Regions from separate parts of the Oryctolagus cuniculus genome. Here region 1 is linked to region 2. Evidence: chromatin contacts called from public Micro-C data. All regions are on one chromosome and are shown on one strand. Each heading gives the region's core, a stretch centred on a gene start, on an enhancer-like site or on the middle of the called end of the contact. The rest is flanking DNA. Distances are from core to core; before and after follow the strand shown. Region 1 has its middle 21 kb from the start of PKD2L1. Region 2 has its middle 70 kb from the start of PKD2L1.

Evidence for each region. Hi-C and Micro-C count contacts between places; a contact is called where the count stands out from the background.
Region 1: a contact with region 2 is called in a Micro-C map of ear pinna, with 16 times the contacts expected there. The contact joins two enhancer-like sites. A contact is called at or near these places in 4 of 6 Hi-C or Micro-C datasets (ear pinna, psoas muscle, skin fibroblasts and 1 more).

What each region holds. Positions count from the first base shown.
Region 1 is chr15:29,692,321-29,699,364 of mOryCun1.1, forward strand. No RefSeq gene overlaps it. Among named protein-coding and RNA genes, the nearest start is that of PKD2L1, 21 kb to the right of the region's middle. Within about 2 kb of position 1,906, at least 4 of the 8 cell types and tissues checked have an H3K27ac peak or open chromatin away from gene starts, as enhancers often do. A contact at or near this core is called in ear pinna, where this site is marked.
Region 2 is chr15:29,643,101-29,649,774 of mOryCun1.1, forward strand. No RefSeq gene overlaps it. Among named protein-coding and RNA genes, the nearest start is that of PKD2L1, 70 kb to the right of the region's middle. Within about 2 kb of position 4,246, at least 4 of the 8 cell types and tissues checked have an H3K27ac peak or open chromatin away from gene starts, as enhancers often do. A contact at or near this core is called in ear pinna, where this site is marked.

The DNA.
Region 1 (7,044 bases), core at 656-3,155, 47 kb after region 2:
TTTAAAAATATGAAGAAGGTTACTAATGTAACAGTGTCCTCAGTGTAAATAGTTATTTTAATAATTAAGCAGATCTCTCAATAGACTGGCTCAGACATCCTTTCCTGAAATGAAAGCATGTTTAGGGGCTGGTGCTTGGCACAGCGGGTTAACGCTCTGGCCTGAAGTGCCGGCATCCCATATGGGCGCCGGTTCTAGTCCCGGCTGTTCCTCTTCCAATCCAGCTCTCTGCTATGGCCTGGGAAAGCAGTAGAAGATGGCCCAGGTCCTTGGGCCCCTACACCGATGTGGGAGATCTGGAAGAAGCTCCTGGTTCCTAGCTTCAGATCGGTGCAGCTCTGGCTGTTTGCAGTCATCTGGGGAGTTAACCAATGGATGGAAGACCTCTCTCTGTGTCTCTACTTCTCTCTGTAATTCTGTCTTTCAAATAAATAAAATAAATCTTTAAAAAAAAAAAAAAAAAAAAAGCTGGCGCCATGGCTCACTTGGCTAATCCTCCGCCTGCAGCGCCGGCACCCTGGAATCTAGTCCCGGTTGCTCCTCTTTCAGTCCAGCTCTCTGCTGTGGCCCGGGAGGGCAGCGGAGGATGGCCCAAGTGCTTGGGTCCCTGCACCCGCATGGGAGACCAAGAGGAAGCACCTGGCTCCTGGCTTTGGATTGGCGCAGCGCCGGCCGTAGTGGCCATTTGGGGGGTGAACCAACGGAAGGAAGACCTTTCTCTCTGTCTCTCTCTCACTGTCTATAACTCTCTCTCTGTCTCTCTCTCTCACTGTCCAACTCTGCCTGGCAAAAAATTAAAAAAAAAGAAATGAGAGCGTGTTTGGATAACAAACACAGTGAACATCTTCAAGGCTACATTTTTGTTCCAGCCTAAGAAATTTCAATTGAGTGTTGGGTGATCAGCCCCAACCAATCACAGCCTGTTGCCAGGCAGTTTCCAAAGCCATCCAATCACAGCCTGTTGCCAGGCGGTTTCAAATCCATCCAATCACAGCCACTGGCAAGCGAGTGTCAGTTACTCAGGAATGGCTTTGAAACCCACCTGGCAACGGAGCCTGCCTGGCAACAGGCTGTGATTGGATGGCTTTGGAAATTGCCTGGCAACAGGCTGTGATTGGATGGATCTGAAACTGCCTGGAAGCAGGCTGTGATTGGATGGCTTTTTAAACTGCCTGGCAACAGGCTGTGATTGGTTGGGGCATAGACCGCCCCTTGACCAGATTGGCTGGTCTTGGCCATATAAGATGTTGTACCAACTGAAATAAACGAGTCTGCGGGCTGCTCGCCTCAAGCCTGCTTTCACCTGACTCCCCGGGGTCTGTGACTCCGCGCCTCTTGCCCCCATCACACTGCTCCTCTCAGAAAGGAATCCACTGCAACATTGTTGAGAAATCAATGGCAACAACTTAACAAAAAGTATAATGTGCCTTACTTTTCCTTTTGTTAAAATGGGCATAATAATGCTGACTCACATTAAAAGGGCAATTTCTGAGGCATGACTGATTTTTTAGTAAAGCATCTGGTATCCTTCAGCAGGGGAATTCACAAGTCCTAGGTATTCCCACAGTAGCTGTAATCCAAAATCCAAATGCTATAAGAGATTGAATGTATCCATGGATAAGTGATGGATAATTAAAGAAGACATGAGAACGCATCCTCAGTGCCATGAGAACAGTGCAGGACACATTTTCTTTGCTTGGTGGATTTCCCCTTCTTTATGTGGGACAGGAGTTATCTGTGACCTAAGTATAATTTTGCAATAACTTCTATTCCTGGCAACTCTGAGGCTAGTTGTACTGATCTGGCACTGTGCTGGTTCACAATAAAAGGGAAATGAATACAATTGCACCATGTCTGTGAGTTTTGTGGCTGTGATTCAGGCTCCTGGGACCTGCCTCTATGGCCTATCTTCCTGCCTATGTGCTGTGCCTTTAAAAGTAAAAAAGAAGTGGAACCTAAGGGTTGACTCATACCTAGGAACCTGCCCTGCCCTGCTGTTTTGAGGGGTAACTTTAGGTTAAAATCTTGAGCAGCAGGAAACCAGAGTCTGCTGCCATTAGATCAAACTTAACACCTGCTGGCACCTCAGCCTGGGACAGCCAGGTTTTCATGTGTCACATGGTCCCATGGACCCAAGTCAGAGAACCTATGGGAAGAAGGGCACAGGAGAAGCACTGCCTAGGAAAGCCAGTCTTTTTTGTCTCTTAAGACAGATAGATTTTCTGGGCCAGTACTATGGTACAGTGGGTTAAAGCCCTGGCCTGCAGTGCCAGCATCCCATATGGGCGCCGGTTCAAATCCAGGCTGCTCCACTTTCGATCCAGCACTTTGCTATGGCCTGGGAAAGCAGTAAAAGATAGCCCCTGTACCCACATAGGAGATCCAGAAGAAGCTCCTAGCTCCTGGCTAGGATCAGCTCAGCTCTGGCCATTACAGCTATCTGGGGAGTGAACCAGCAGATGGAAGACCTTTCTCTGGCTCTACCTCTCTCTGTCCCTCTGTCTTTTGAATAAATAAAATAAACCTTTTAAAAAAGGATAGATTTTCATTTACTGATTGATTGATATATTTATTTGAAAGGCAGAGTGACACAGAGAGATCTTCCATCTGGTGGTTAACTTCCCAAATGCTTGCAAGAGCCAGGGCTGGGTCAGGCCAGAACCGGAATCAGAGAAACCATTCAGATCTCCCACATGTGTGGCAGGGACCTAAGTATTTGGACCATTATCTCCTGCCTTCCCAAATGAGAACTTCCATGCTTCAAATAATATATATATATACACACCATCAAGAAAGTGAAAAAGGAATCCATCCATAATGGGAGAAAATGTTCCAAATAACATATCTGTAAAGGACTAACACCAAAACATAAAAGGAATGTTTGCAATTCAACCAACTTAAAAATAGATGAAATATTTGAATAGACATTTCTCCCAAGAAGACAAATATCCAATAAACACATGAAGAGATAACATTATTAACAACAGTATTAACTATCAAGGAAATACCAAAATGAGATGCCACTTTATACCCACTGCAATGGCTATTATTTTTGTAAATAGCTAATAATAAGTGTTCGTAAGGATATGGAAGAATTAGAATCCTCATATATTCTTGGTAGGACACTAAATGTTACAGTTTTAAAGGACATTTGCAATTCCTCAAAAAGTTAAAAACATAGAGGTACCATGTGACTTTAGCAATTCTACTTCTAGAACTAAAAATATATGTATGCACAACTTGTACACGAATGTTTATAGCCGCGTTATGTAACAGCCAAAAAGTAGCAACAAGCTCAGGGTCCATCAACAGGTGAATAAGCACCATGTGGTGTGTGTGTGTGGGTGTGTGTGTGTGTATAGAATTCTTCAGGAATAAAAAAGGATAAAATCCTGATACACTATAATATGGATGAACCTTGAAAATGTTACTCTAAGGCAAAGCAGTCAGACAGAAAAGACCATATATTGATTGTGTGATTAAATTTATATGGAATGTCTAGAATAAGCAAACCTAGAAAAAAAGGGCAGATTGGTAACTGGCAAAGGTTAGAGGGAGGGGAATGGAGTGTGACCACTAAGGCACATGGCTTTGCCGGGAGTGAGGAAAAGGCACTGAAGTTAATTCTAGTGAGGTTGTACCACACTGTAAATATACTAAAGGTAACTGAATCATACACCTTAAAAGAGTGATTCTATGGCACAGGGAATATACCTCAATTTAAAAATGGTAATGTTTTTACTATTAGTTGCAGCTGAGACTTAAACCTGAATATATTAAGGAGGTATTGATTAAAGGAAGCACTTCATTTTCTTAATTATACATTGTTGTAGTCTCTAGTCTCAGAAATCCAGGGGACCAAGATAAGCCACATGAGAAAAGGCAACTGCTATAAACTAAAGAGTCTAAAATGATAATCTGGCTCTACCACATCACAGAAAAACCCAAATAGTATGCTCTACATTAAAGTGGTTACAGCATTGCATAAACACAAATCACACTTCCTTTTGAGCAAGAAACCCATGTCCTGTGCCCACCAGACCTGTGGGTGCCATGGTAATAATAACAAGAGTTACTGCATCCAGGCACTGCGCCATGTGCGCAGTATCTCACTGGATCAGAGCAGGAGCTATTAGTGCCTCCTTTTACTGCTGAGGTACCTGAATTCCCTCAGTGAGAAAGCTGTGAGGAGTGAGCCATTCTGTGATCTGGCTCCAGAACTGTGGTCCTAGCACCTGGCTCTCCTGGGTGTGGAGAAGGTGACAAACTAGTTAAGCCACCTCATCTCTCATATGTCCAAGCATATGCCCAGTGACACTCGGTAATGCTCAGGGACAACTCCTGGTGGTGTGACCCCTCGAGTAGCAAGGGCAAAGAGCTTAACTCATGCATGAACTGCAGATGCCTCCTCTGCCAGGAAGAACCAACTCACTCCACCTGGTGACCCATCTTCATCCTCAGCCACACCTGACTGTTAAGCTGTCTTGTCAAACCACACCTACCTTGACATTTCCTAATTCCCAAATCATACCCCACCCTCCTGTCAGTCTTGCAGGCAGGAACCTTAATAGCATCATCCTATTTTAGAAATGATTCCCTGTGCCTCAACTGTTATAACTCAATGAAGAGCTAGAAAGATCTCATGTCTTGTTCAAATTCTGTCTGTGCGACTCTTTGTGAAGTGTCACTCAGAGTGGGAGCTCTATTCTGTGGCCTAGAGTTAACTCTGTATGCTACAGGCAAAACGCTGACCATTGTAAACAGACTCTGGGGCAAGCGCCACAGTCCCTAATCCCAGGCTCCAGAAAGCTGACATTCTATACTGGGGTTGCTGTAAGCACAAGCCTTTCCTCTTTGTAAACTCCAGTCGCTCCTCGCCCACCAGGTTCTGCCTCTCACCCCACACCCAGGCCACAGAGGGATCCCAGGGGCTCAGGATATGCTCTGTTGACTCACAGGACCTTCTCAGAGGGGCCATAGGGACCTCTCCCTTTAAACCATTTCCCAAAGGAACCAGTGAGCAGCCAGGGTGTGGTCAGATTTTAAAAAGTTTGTAAACCAAAAGAGGAAATGTTCAAACAAGGAAAAAGAACATGAATGACCATAGGGGTATTTTTATTCTTTGTTCATGGCTGTATTTTTATTCTTAGATAATTCTGGGCAGCATGATAGACTAGTCTGTTTCAGATTTTATACACACACACCCTGATATAAACACATTTATATTTTTTAATTGAACTGTAACTAATACAATATAAAAGCAACCATTTTAAAGCAAACAATTCTATGGCATTTGCTATATTGTGAAATCACCAACTCTAGCTCCAAAATGTTTTCATTACCCCAAAGACCCAAAGAAAACCCCATGGACATTCAACAGTGGCTCCACATCTTGTCCCCTTCCCTTCCCCTGGACATCAATATATGCTACTACTATGTCTTTCCCTATCCTGCATATTTCACTGAGACCCATAACACAATAAGTGACTTTTTTCCAGTTTCCTTAAGCATAAAGCTTTCAATGCGCAGGGATCAGTACTGCATGCCTTTCACTGCCTACTGCTACCCCCCTGTGTGCTGGTACCACTGGTGGTTTACAAGTTCATCCACTGACCATTTAAGTTCTCACCACCTTTTTGCTACTGTGAACAGTGCTGCTATGGACACCTGCCTGCAATTCACTCGGGTATCTACCTAGGCGTGGAGGGCTGGGACACAGGGTTATTCTGTGTTTAATGTCTCCACAGGGGCTGACCCCACTGGCACCACACCAGCAACGCACCAGGTCACCTCTGCTCCTTCATGTGGACACATCTGTCCCTTTCTCCTCCCTACCCCCAAGAACGCTGGTCCCCAGACTGCCCTTCTCCCTGGGGTAGAGGGTGGCCACATGGCACCTCTGCCAGAAAGGTTCTCTCAGGGCCAAAGCGTCCACTCTCGCCTTGTCCACCCTAGGGCCTGAGGAGCCTGAGAAGGCCAGGCCACAGGCCCCCTCCCTGTGGTCACTTGGGCACAGCCACGACAGCCACCCACGTGGCTATAACACCATGCCCCAGCCACCTCCAACACCTCTGTCCACACACAGATCTCACCAAACTCTCCCAAACACGCAAGGCCCAGTGCACAAAGCCAGCGGCTCTGCGTGGAAGCCATGGGCCAGCGGCAGCCAGGCGGGTGGGCACGCAGCACTCAGCTCCACTGAACATCCCCAAGCCACCGCCTGCCTGGCTCTCGCCCAGCCCCCTCTGCTGAGGGCGGGCCTGCCTGAGCCTGGCTGGCTGCCAGCAGGAGCCTGAGGACAGGCGCGCGCCCCGCCCCTCCCACCGGGGTTACTGTCGGTCACAGACCCAGGTCCTGCAAGCTACCGACACACAAGCCAGCCAACAGCGCCTGACCCGGCGGAGCCAATCAGCAGCCGCCAAGCTTGTCTGATTCCATCTGCTCCAACCAGGAGGCGCGATCGTTCCAGCCTCCCGCTCCTGTGAAGCACCAGGGCCTGGTGGCATTTTTCCTTTCAGGACGTCTGCCTCAGGCGCTACTCTCCCAGCCCAGCGTTACCTACCGCTCAGTGTGGGGGCCGCCTGCAGTCCACAAGCGAAGTTTCAGGCGCATCGGAATGGAGAAGGGGCTGCTTGCCAGCAGACAGCTGTGGTTTCTCTGTGGGAGGAAATGGAGAGAGCTTTAGCCTTTCTGACTGGCCGCCCCTGCCTGAAATGACCTCCTTAATGGGCCTTGTCCTACAGCTGCCCTTGAGGTAGGGTAGCCCTTGTTAGCCAGGACAGGCCCGTGGCAGAGCTGCTGCTGCTTATTTTAAATGTTTTAAGAACTGACTTGCAAAACTTGTAGATATTTATGAAATACCACGTGATGTTTTCATACACACACACACACACACACACACGGTTTTTTTTTTTTGGAAGGTTTTTATTTAATGAATACAAATTTTCATATGTACAGCTTTTAGAGATATAGTGTTTCTTCCCCCCATTCCCGCCCTCCCACCCACACTCCCATCCCACCTCCCACTCCCTCTCCCATTCCATT
Region 2 (6,674 bases), core at 2,996-5,495:
AGAAAAAAAATTCCTAAAGCTCAATGGCAACCTGTTTTCTCCATCTTTCCTGGAAGAACCAGGATAATCCCTAAAAATGACTGCCAGGAACCAAACAAGAATAAGAGGCATCCAGGGGCTGGTGCTGTGGGGCAGCGGGTTAACATCCTGGTCTGAAGCGCCGGCATCCCATATGGGTGCCAGTTCAAGACCTGGCTGTTCCACTTCCGTTCCAGCTCTCTGCTATGGCCTGGGAAAGCAGTGGAAGATGGCCCAAGTCCTTGGGCCCCTGCACCTGTGTGGGAGACCCAGAAGAAGCTCTTGGCTCTTGGCTTCGGATCATCATATCTCTGGCCATTGGCCATTGCGGCCATCTGGGGAGTGAACCAGCAGATTGAAGATCTCTCTCTCTCTGTCTCTCTCTCTCTCTCTCTCTGCCTCTCCTTCTCTCTCTGTGTAACTCTTTCAAGTAAATAAATATTTTTTAAAAAATTAGTTAATAACAAATGCTTGGAATGTGAAGGAATTGGAATCCTCACACAACGCTGGAAAATATACAATGATGCAGATATTTTTGGAAAATAGTTGGGCAGTTCCCCCAAAGGATAAATATATAATGGGCACCACATGACTCAACAATTCTACTCCTAGGTGTATACCTCCAAGAACTGAAAACACGTCCACATAAAAAAATTGTACATGAATATTCATAGATACATCACATAACTAATCAACAGAAACAAGACAAGTGTTTATCACTAGATGAACAAACACACGTGGTTTATTCACATTATGGGAAATACAGAGTCATAAAAGCATGATGAAGTGATACACAATATAACATGAATGGGCCTAGAAAGCACCGTTCTAAAGCAGAGCATCAGACACAAAAGGCCACATACTTTATTATTCTATCTATCTGAGCTGCACAGAACAGGCAAATCCAGAGATAGAAAGCAGAGGGGTGTTGCCCAGAGCTGGGGAAGAGGAATGGGAGTGACTGCTAATGGGCATGGGTTTGCATGGAGTGATGAAAATGTTCAGTTAGATTCTGGCAATAGCAGCACCACCCTGTGAGTGTACTGAAAACAGCTGAATCATACACCTTAAAAGGGTCACTTCATGCCACATGAAATATATCTCAAGAAAAAACTAGATGAGGAACAAAAGCTCTGTATTGTAAGAGCTTTCCTATTACTTGTAGCTAACGCTCAAACCCAAATACACAAGAGAAGCACTGTAATTTAACTTATTTGATTAAAGAAGCACTCCATTGTCTTAAATATATAGTGCTGTGATCTCTAGACTCAAACATCAAGGAGACTAAGAATAGACACATAAGAAAAGGCAACTGCTGCAAACTGGAGTGTCCATGATGACAACCTTGCTATACCACCACTTGAAAAAATCCAAGTGATACACTCTACATTAGTTAAAGGGGTTTAGAGCATTGCATAAACACATGTTTTACTTCCTCTTGAGCAGGAAATCCATGTCCTGAGTCTACCAGACTTGTGAGTACCATGGTTCACTGGTCCAACAATAACAGTTACCATAACTAGGCACTGTGTCAAGTGATGGATGGTGTGCCATCTCACCACATCAGAAGCAGGTGCTATTTGTGACTCATTTTACCTCTGAGGTACCTGAATTTCTTCAAGGAGAAATCTGTGAGGGAGTGAGCCCGGTGCTCTGATCTGGCTCCAGAACCGTAATCCTAACACCTGGCTTTCCTGGGCGTGGAGCAGATGACAAACTAGTGAAGCCTACATCTCTCACACATCCAAGTATAGGAACGGTGGTAGTCACTAACACTCAGAGGCAAAGCCTGGCATGGCCCCTCCTTGGGTAGCAATGGCAGGGAGCTTCACTCATTTATGACGCCACCTCTGCCAGAAAGACCCAACTCACTTCACCTGGGGACCCACCTTCATCCTCAACCATGCCTGAGGTTATTTTTTTAAAATTTATTTTCTTATTTAGTTGAAAGAGTTACAGAGAGAGGTAGAGACAGAGAGACAGAGAGGTCTTCCATCCTCTGGTTCACTCCCTAAATGGCCAAAACAGCCAGAGCTGAGCTGATCCAAAGCCAGGAGTCAGGAGCATCTTTCAGGTCTCCCATGTGGGTGCAGGGGCCCAAGGACTTGGGCCATCCCTTGCTGCTCTCCCAGGCCCATTAGCAGGGAGCTGGATCAGAAGCGGAGCAGCCAGTACTCAAACAGGCACCCATATGGGATGCTAGCATTGCAAGCTAGGGCTTTAACCTGCTGCATCACAGCACCAGCCACCATGCCGGAGTGTTAAGCAGTCCTTTCAAATCACAGCAACTTGCCTGACCTTTCCTCTTTCTTTCCCAGCATTCTCCACCCTCCTGCATGGTCTTGCACTCTGCAAGGGCAGCCTCCTCTTTCAAAAATGACTCCCTGAGCCTAAATAGTCAAAGAGCTGGGAAGATCACACATCTTGTTTTAAATTCTGACTGCGTGAATCTGTGAAATGTCACAGGGAGTGGGAGTCCTATTCTGTGACCTATAGTTAACTCTATGCTACAAGAAAAACGCTGACTGTTGTAAATAGACTTCGGGGCAAATGCTATAGTCTCTAATCCCAGGCTCAAAAAAGGCTGAAATTCCACAGTGTGGTTGCTAGAAGCATGAGCTTCCCCCTTTGGGGACCCAAGTCAGCCCCTCTCCCACGGAGTCCTGCCCAATCTGCCACACCCAGGCCACAGAGGGCTCACAAGGGCTCAGTGTGGGCTCTGCTGACTCACAGGGTTCTCTGCCCAGGCCAGGACCTCCTCAATGCAGTCAAAAGGGCCTCTCCCTTGAGCCATTTCCCATTAGGGAGCAGTGAGTAGCTTTAAAAACCTTGGTGAACAAAGAGAGGAAATAAGCAGAGGAAAGCGAACATGAAGGCCACAGAGGGCCCAGAATGATTCATGGCTGTTTTCTCATTCCTTAGAGAATTCTGGACACAAGAGGTTTATTTGTTTCTTTGTTTCTTTTGCTTATTGTTTCTTTCAGATATATATACACACGCACACACATTTTAACTGTAGTGGAATTTACATAATATAAAACTAACCTTTTTTAAAACCTTTTTTAAAGATGTATTTTTTTATTTGAAACTTAAGAGTTACAGAGAGAGAGAGAGAGAGAGAGAGAGAGATCTTCCATCCACTGATTCACTCAACTGGCCACAATGGCTGGAGCTGTGCCAATCCAAAGCCAGGAACCAGAATCTTCCTCTGGGTCTCCCATGAGGGTGCAGGACCTTCTTGGGCCATCTTCTACTGCTTTCCCAGGCCACAGTAGAGAGCTGGATCGGAAGTGCAGCAGCTGGTTCTCAAACCGGCGCCCATATGGGATGCCGGCACTTCAAGCCAGGGCGTTAACATGCTACGCTACAGCGCCAGCCCCCAAAACTAACCATGTTAAAGTGTATAGTTTTGTGGTATTTAGCACATTCACTACATTGTGCAACCATCACCTCTACTTTCAAAACCTTTTCACCATCCCAAAGAAAACCCTGTCTATCCAACAGTGACTCCTTATCTTCTTCCCACCCCCACCCCCACCCCCACCCCCACTGCATCCCAATCCCTGGCAAACACTAATTTGCTCTCTGTATCTAAGAAGTTATCAGTTCTGGATATTTCATAGCAATGGAATGTGACATCGTATGGTGGGCTCCTTCCTTAAAATAACGTGATTGATGGTCATCCATGGTAAGGATTGGTCTGCATGTCTTTCATTGCCTCCTGCTACCCCAGTGTATGCTGGTAAAATGGATGGTGGTTTACAAGTTCATCCACTGATGACCGTGTGAGCTGTCACCACCTTTTTGCTACTGTGAACAGTGCTGCTATGGACACCTGTCTGCAACTCACTCGGGTATCTACCTAGGCGTGGAGGGCTGGGACACACGGTTATTCTGTGTTTAATGTCTCCAAAGGGGCTGACCCCACTGGCACCACACCAGCAACGCACCAGGTCACCTCTGCTCCTTCATGTGGACACATCTGTCCCTTTCTCCTCCCTACCCCCAAGGAAGCCCGTCCCCAGACTGCCCTTCTCCCTGGGGTAGAGGGTGGCCACATGGCACCTCTGCCAGAAAGGTTCTCCCAGGGCCAAAGCGTCCACTCTCGCCTTTTTCACCATAGGGCCTAGGGAGCCGGGGCAGGCCAGGCCATGAACCCCCTCCCTGTGGTCACTTGGGCACAGCCACAACAGCCACCCACGTGGCTATAACACCATGCCCCAGCCACCTCCAACACCTCTGTCCACACACAGATCCACACCAAACTCTCCCAAACACGCAAGGCCCAGTGCACAAAGCCAGCGGCTCTGCGTGGAAGCCATGGGCCAGCGGCAGCCAGGCGGGTGGGCACGCAGCACTCAGCCCACTGAACATCCCCAAGCCACCGCCTGCCTGGCTCTCGCCCAGCCCCCTCTGCTGAGGGCGGGCCTGCCTGAGCCTGGCTGGCGGCCAGCAGGAGCCTTGAGGACAGGCGCGCGCCCCGCCCCTCCCACCGGGGTTACTGTCGGTCACAGACCCAGGTCCTGCAAGCTACTGACACACAAGCCAGCCAACAGCGCCTGACCCGGCGGAGCCAATCAGCAGCCGCCAAGCTTGTCTGATTCCGTCTGCTCCAACCAGGAGGCGCGATCGTTCCAGCCTCCCGCTCCTGTGAAGCACCAGGGCCTGGTGGCATTTTTCCTTTCAGGGCGTCTGCCTCAGGCGCTCCTCTCCCAGCCCTCAGTCTGCCCTCCCCGGGAATGGGGAAGTGCGGGCGCACTAGTAGTGGGTCGGAGTTTCACGTGCATCGCAGTGGAGAGCAGGTTCCTTCCCTGTAGTGGGCTCCCCCCCCCCCCCCGCTTCTCTGCGGGGCAGCGCAGACAGGGCTGTGGCCTCGCTCTCTGCCCGGCCTCCCCCTGCGGTTCCCTTCCCTGCACCTCTGGTCCACAGCGGCCTTGGAGGCCCTGTGGCCCTGGCTGACCAGGACAGGCCCCAGGCGGAGCTCACTGCAAACAGCCACTGGGGAGCAGGGAGAGGGGCCGAGAGTCAGCGGAACAAACAGCGGGTGGGCATGCGGAGAGCAGAAGTCACCTTAGTGTAATTTGAAAGGCAGTGAGAGAGAAAGAGGGAGATGGAGACATCTTCCATTCGCTGCTCCCTCCCATCCCCGCAAATACCAGCAACAGCCAGGGCTGGCCAGGAGAAGGCCAGGAGGCTGGAACCCAATCCCAGTCTCCTGTGGCCTCCCACGTGGATGGCAGGAGGGACTCAGCAACTCCAGCTGTCATCCACTGCCTCCAAGGCTGTAGGTTAGCAGGAAGCTGGGTCTGAATTGGAGGAGCTGGGACTCCAACCCATGACTCTGATGTGGAATGCACGCATCCCCAAAGGAGTCTTAAGGGCTGCAGACTGTGACAAACGCCTGCCCTAAGGAGAGGGGGAATGAAGGCACAGAAATCCCAGAGTGTTCAGGATCTGCCTGGCTGCAGAGCTGGAGCAGGAAGTGTGTGAGGTGGGGAGGCAGGGAATGTGGCAAGGCGGCTTTGGGCCTGCATGGAGGGTGCAGCCCAGCTTCTGCAGGTGATAAGGAGTCACCAGACTTTTAATGGTTTCAGAAAGGTGGCTCTGATGGGCACAGGGCAGGGCAGCAGACCAGATGAGGGCCGGTGCACCAATTCTCAGGTACTGCTAAACCCAGGTGAGGGCTCCTGGGGTCTCAACTTAGGAGAGTATGATGGGAATGGAAAGGAAGGGCACAAGCTCAGGAGTTTTTTGGAGAGGAATCAATACTACTTAATGACTGGATCTGTGAGATGCAGGAGGACAGGAGGAAAAGGTGATGTTGAGGTTTGTAGCTTGAATGACAGAGATGGTAGCACGTGCACTGCTGAAATAGTAGGAAAAAGAGAAGCAGATTCTGGAAAGGGGGTGGAGTTCAGCTTCTTTCATGCCAAATTTGAGTCAGAAGAAGTACATCGATATGGAAATACGCTCAGTGGGTAGTTGTAAATATGGATTTGGTGTTTGAAAGAGGCACAGAAATGGGATCCAAGGCGTTTCAGAGTTCAGCTGAGGAGAAAATTCAAGACTCAAGAAGTTATGGAGAGGGGTGGTCAGCACTGTGACAAAGTGGGTAAAGCCACTGCCTGCAGTGCCGGCAGCCCTTATGGGCACCAGTTCAAGTTCTAGCTGCTCCACTTCCAATCTGACTCTCTGCTATATCCTGGGAAAGCAGAAGACAGCCCAAGTCCTTGGGCTCCTGCACCGGGTGGGAAGACCTGGAGGAAGCTCCTGGCTTCTTGGCTTCAGATTGGTGCAGTTCCAGCCGTTGTGGCCAACTGGGGAGTGAACCAGTGGATGGAAGACCTCTCTCTCTCTCTCTCTCTCTCTCTCTCTCTCTCTGCCTCTCCTCTCTCTGTGTAACTTTTTCAAATAAATAAATAAATAAATAAATCCTAAAAAAAAAAAAAGAAGTTATGGAGGAGCCAGTGCTGTGGCATAGAAAGTTAAGTCTCTGCCTGTAGTGCTGGCATCCTATATGGTTGCTGGTTCAGGTCCCAGCTGCTCTACTTCAGATCCAGCTCCCTGCTAATGCACCTGGAAAGTCAGCAGAAGATGGTCCAAGTACTGGGTGTTAGTAAAATGGTACCATCTTATCTGTGGTGCCATCTATGCCC